2 separate regions of the Mus musculus genome follow, and region 1 is linked to region 2. The links are chromatin contacts, called in public Micro-C maps. All regions are on one chromosome and are shown on one strand. The core of a region is the stretch at or near the end of the contact, and the rest is flanking DNA. Distances in the headings are between cores, read along the strand shown.

Region 1 (2,735 bases), core at 175-2,674, 66 kb after region 2:
AAAACTGGACTCTTAGTCCTCAGGAGGTTAGCCAGCAGGAAACCTAGAAGGCCCTGTCCTAACTATCTCTGACAGAGACGGCGCCCAATAGGGCACCCGCCCCCCATCTCTGTCCCTAATCTCCTAATCAGAATTGCATCCCTTGCGCTAGCAGATCTTTCTACTTAGTGTAGGGGTGCCAAGGATGAAGGAAGGGCTCAGCCTGTAGGGCTCCGCAGAACTGAGCGATCCCTGATGCCTGGGCTGCATCGCCACTGCCGGTAACTATTGGATACACCGACTAGTAAAACATCCGAGACATGTTCCGGGGGCAGGATTCTGGGGACCTGGGAGCAGCCCTTGCTAACCGAATTGGTTCGGACTCAGAACTGGTATCCGCTTGCTCCAGGCCGGAGGATACAGAAGGAAGGCAAGCTGAGTTCTTGGACCAGCTTTTCCCAGGGGACTGGGCGGGGCAGGCTCCGGGCCACGGAAGCGATAACCAACCTGCAGTGAAACCCTGAGAAGGGGCTGGAGAAACCAGCTCGACGCAGGAACGCTCCCCAGCCCGCGTCGCGGCCAGCCTCCCGGCCTTGCACTTCCTCCCAGGCCCAACAGGGCGGCGAAACTCCCGGGACCCCAGCCGAATTCCTCCGGGAGGCGACATTAGGGCGGGCAGCATCAGGCACCGAGCCAAACCCAACCTAGGCTCAAAATGCCCCCCGCTTTCTTCCCGCCCCGGGAACCGCACTGGATGCGGTGCACATGGTACTGAGGGCCCCGTCCCCTGGCACCTCGCCGGCATCCCCGCCAAAAGGCCAAGGAAGTCAGGAATTCACAGTGCCGCGTCATCCCCGAAGGCCACAGCCACGACGTGGCCTCTGCTTGCCCCTCCGGCCGCCCACAAAACTGGGTGCTAGAACTGTTGGCCCTCCGGCACCCGCTCCACCTTCTCCCTGGCCCAGCACTGGCTCCGCCCGGCCCCGCCCCGCACACTCACCTGCGCCGGCTCCGGGCTGGGCTCACCGCCGCCTCCCAGCTCTGCTCCGAGTCCACACCCGAGGAACTAGGCAAAAAAAGGGCCCTCGTTTGGAGCGGGCCCAATGGACAGAACTTGAGGCGTGCCCAGGTTGAGCCGAGAGCGGCGCCCCAAATCACCAGGACCTTGGCGGGAGGAGGTGGCGCCGGAGCGCGGAGCCCAGCGGGGGAACAAAGAGGAGCCGGGATGGGGCCGCGCGCTTCCTGGGTGTCGGGTGACAGGTCTGCAGGGGAAGGCCCCGGCCGAGCCACCTGAGGAGGAGCCTCTTCCACGCAGCAGGCGGGGTAGGGCTGAATGGTCACCGAGCCCCAGAGGCAGACGAAAGGGGTGCACCAGGTGTGACGATCGTGTTCAAGGAAGGAGGCTAGCAGGCTCCGGCGCCGAGACCCGGGGGCTCGACGGAGTGCAGAGATAATGACTCCGGGAGGGTTTTACCGCCCCCAGCGCCCCGCCCGCCCCCCGCGCCGCGCCATTGGCTCAGGTGCTGTGGGGCGGGGGAGGGACGGGAGGCGGACCGAAGATGATTCACCTTGAATGTTGCTCCGGTTGGTGCGCGTCGTAGGGCACGCCCGACCGGGACTGCGGATACGTCGCGAGCCCCGCCTGTTCGCCGAACCCAGCTGGGTTTGGCCCCTAAGGGGTCCCGCTGCCCACTCGCTGTTCTAGCCTCCTACCTTGGGCTGGGGTGCCGCCGGCCGAGGTGTGCCCCGATGCCCTACCATCCCACCTCCCTCTGAACCCCTTGCTAGCCAAGGTGTGTGTAGCACAGCAAACTTGGAAATCCGACTCTGGGCTGGGGGAGGGGAAGTGCGTTTGGAGGCCAGGAGTACTGTGGGACCACACTAGACGGTACTCTGCAGCCGGAGAACTGGCCACAGTCTGTTCTGCCTCGGTGGGAGCACCCTGGCCCGAAGGTAGAGAGTTGGAGTGGGCACCAGAGGCTCGCCACTCGTCCTAACCCACCTTTGCCTAGCCCTGAAGCCTCACAGGTGTCTGGCCGCCGCCGCCGCAGGGAACAAAGACCGCCTGTCCCGGAAGGGGGAGGGGAAGGGAAGCCACCCCCAGACCCCTTCCCATCTCCCTTCCTGCCCCTCCACTGCCGCAGTGGCTCCCCCGGGAGGGGGCGGGGCCATCTGGAACGAGGACGGGGATTAGATCCCTCGGAACCTTCTTAGCTAGGATGCCACCCCGGAGCCTCTGGGGAGGAGCAGAGTTAAGGTACACCCTAGCTGTCTCGTTTGAAGTGGCCTCTTCCTTCTCCCCAGCATCCTGAGACCAGAGAGTGCGCACATCCCCCTCCCCTGCTTTGAGCGCCCTCCCATTCCCTGCCGCGCCCGGCTGCCCCAGACGGCAACCACAGTTCAAAACCAGATTAAAATAAAACGTTAATCCGCCTTCCTCCCTTTTAGCTCCTAGTTCTCCCAATGAATCCGGGCAGGTCTGACCGCCTAGAAGCCTCTAAAACCGGGTGTGGGGGTGGGGTGGGGCTTAGCTGATGTTCCCACCAAACTAAAGGGCCCTTGCGCTGAGACTGAAAACCTTGAGCTCAAGCGAAGTAAATGGATTAGGGGAACCGAGCCCCTGGATTCCTCCCTCCCCTGCTGTCTGCCAGGGTCCGAGAATGACGCTGCAGATACGAACCCTTCTAGATACTCAGCTCCTGGGCAAGACCTGCTTCAGCCATGGATGTTACAGACAGATGGCTCCGGAGGCAAGA
Region 2 (2,700 bases), core at 114-2,613:
CTCATGCAAGTAGATGGGCATCACAGAACGGAGCAGTTGAACTCCATGCAGAGCTGACTGCCCTGAATTCAGAAGCAGAGCTGTGTCAGGGCTTTGCTGTTGTTCTTTGGGTTTTTCTTTTTGCTTTGTTTTGAATGTATAATTCTTGGCCAAGGGCAATGGTGAACATCTGTAACCTCGGTGCTTAGGAGGTGAAGTGAAGGCAGGAGGGCCAGAAGTTCAAGCTCAAGGCCAGCCTCAGCTGCAAAACAAGTTTGAGGACAGTCTGGCAGTATGAGACCTTGTCATGAAAAGCATCTCACTCCTCTCTCTCTCTCTCTCTCTCTCTCTCTCTCACACACACACACACACACACACACACACACACATGGGGCGGGGGGGGGGAAGATGAGGAAAAAAAGAATTCTCTTTTTAAACCACTCTTACATAAAAATTTGAGAAGGTTAAAATAAGGATTAGCAGAATAATCCATTTTGGGGGGGTGAGTTGGGGTCTATGTTGCCAAGAGTTGACTTGAACTTTTTTTTTTTTTGCCCTTGAAACTGAGACTCACTATGTAGCTCAGGTTATCCTAGACTCACTGTGTGATCAGGCTGGCGTTAACACACAAACCTGCCTCTGCATCCCAGGTGGTAGAATTAAAGGTGTGTGCCACCATACTCAGAAGGTCTTGAACTTTTGAGCTCAAGCAGTTCTCCTGCCGCAACTTCCCAGGTAGTAGAGACTATAAGTGTATACAACTGTGAATGCCTTGTTTTTCAGAAAATTGGCAGGTCGTGTTAGCAAGTTTTTCTAGGTATGCTGGATCAAGTGTGCTTCTCAGGTGCCCAGTATGATCGGTAGATGTGGAGTTGGGGGCACAGGGCACAGTTCAGTGATGCCAACCCCTGCTGCTAGTTCTCAGGGGCACCTGGAGCCAGAAACCATTCTTTCCTGAAGACTTTCCACATATTAAAAACAGTCTCCTTGGAGGAGAAGCCTCACAGCCTTTACTACAGCATTTGGGAGGTAGGAGCAGGGCAGGTGGATCTCTACATTTGAGCACAGTCTGGTCTCCATAGTGAGTTTCAAACCAACCAACTAATTAGTTCTCATTGCCACAATTGAGTAGGATAGGACTTCCATATTCTGGAGAAGTTGTACGTTTTGGAAAGAGCTGTATTTGAAAGGATATGGTAAAGACTCTTATTATGGAAGGAATTCCAGAATCATCTCTAAAAAGCCTGCCCAGGATAACTGGTTCACTCTACCTCTCTTTTGGGTGGTTTTTCTCCCTGCATCCTTGAAATTGCTGCCCTCCTCTGTATTCTCACTGGGGCCATCTTTGTCCCTGGAGCAATGATGCAACTGGGCAGTAATTCACTAGTTTCAGGAAAGCCTTCTAAAATAGTCCACACAGCAGATGCTTCGTCAGGAAGGGTTAGTCACAGCATTTGATTCATTTTCCTTAGAAAACATTGCGTCTGCTGTCAGGGTTTTTCAAGGGTTTTGTTTTGTTTTGATAAATCATGGCTGTGGTTTTTCCTATACTAACAGTAGTAAACACATGCCAAGTGTAATAAAGGGAAATGGGGCAGTCTCTAATGGGTAAAACCATACTGATAAAAAGTAGCGGAAAGGTTACCAGGGACTGGGGGAGTCCAAATGGGAGTTAAGGTTTTAACAGAATTTCTGTTTGCAATAAAATGATTCTGGAAATAGTGGTGATGTCAAACGACTTAGTGAGTGCAGTAAGTGTCCCCGAATTTTGTGTGTTAAGGTAGTAGATTTTATGTTGACTTTAAAGGAGAGAAAGGGGGAGCTGGATTAAAGTGTAAGTCTGGTGGTCTTCGGGTGGCTTCACACTAACTTACCTGGGGAATTTAGAATCTAGGTATATGGTTCATACTTGAGGCCAGCTAAATCTGAATTTTGTGGCTGAAACTCAAATACCTGTAGTATTAACCCCTCAGATTTTGTGTTACCCACTGATATATATATATATATATATATATATATATATATATATATATATATATATATATATATATTTTTTTTTTTTTTTCAAGATGCCTCTCCATGCAAAGCAGGCTTCCTTACATTATCTTATAACTCAGGCAGGCTGGTGCTGAACTCCTGATCCTCCCGTCTCTGACTTCCAAGTGCTAGGATTTTAGATATTTGCTACCATATCCAGCAGGCATTCTTACTATCTGAGGGTTTTCAGAGTGTGAATGTGCCATGCCATGCTATGCCATGATTTACCAAATATCAGTTAGAGGGGATGGGGATATATATAGCTCGGTGGTAGAGTGCTTGCCTAACACATACCAGACACTAGGTTTAAGCTGCAGTGTCACCAGAAGGGACAGACAGACAGTCATCTTCCTCTGTGGCCTCCACCTGGCTGGGGAGATGCCTTGGTGTATAAAGGGCTTGTCACACAATTATGAGGACCTAAGTTTAAATACCCAGAAACACTCCCTTCCCCACCCCCCATGTGTGTCTGTCTGTCTGTCTGTCTGTCTCTCATACACACACACACACACACCTTTTTTAAAAATCAGGCAGATTGGGATATGGTGTAGGGGCAGCAAGCACGTGGGGCACTTGCCTCCAAGCCTCCCACAACTGAAGCCCACTACCTCAGGCCCATATGGTAGAAAGTGAAAACCAACACACATGGCCACAGAAAATAAATCAATCATAATTTTTAAAATA

The links. A called contact is a pair of places that touch in the nucleus more often than the background predicts.
Region 1: a contact with region 2 is called in a Micro-C map of brown adipocytes, with 1.8 times the contacts expected there. The contact joins the promoter of Mirc35hg here to the enhancer-like site in region 2. A contact is called at or near these places in 14 of 39 promoter capture datasets (the 3T3-L1 cell line, 3T3-L1-derived adipocytes, the C10 cell line and 9 more), 7 of 484 Hi-C or Micro-C datasets (the 3T3-L1 cell line, the CH12 cell line, brown adipocytes and 4 more), 8 of 115 datasets of contacts at active chromatin or transcription factors (the HPC-7 cell line, bone marrow-derived macrophages, embryonic stem cells and 2 more) and 4 of 9 other capture datasets (adipose tissue, embryonic stem cells, liver and 1 more).

The regions. Positions count from the first base shown.
Region 1 is chr6:30,172,701-30,175,435 of GRCm38.p6, forward strand. Mirc35hg (microRNA cluster 35, host gene) reads right to left here and starts at 1,425. Exons shown (of 2, transcript NR_126540.1): 1 at 980-1,425.
Region 2 is chr6:30,106,283-30,108,982 of GRCm38.p6, forward strand. All of the region lies in intron 6 of Nrf1 (nuclear respiratory factor 1), which reads left to right. Among named protein-coding and RNA genes, the nearest start is that of Mir182, 58 kb to the right of the region's middle. Within about 2 kb of position 1,364, at least 29 of the 459 cell types and tissues checked have an H3K27ac peak or open chromatin away from gene starts, as enhancers often do. A contact at or near this core is called in 3T3-L1-derived adipocytes, bone marrow-derived macrophages, brown adipocytes and 1 more, where this site is marked.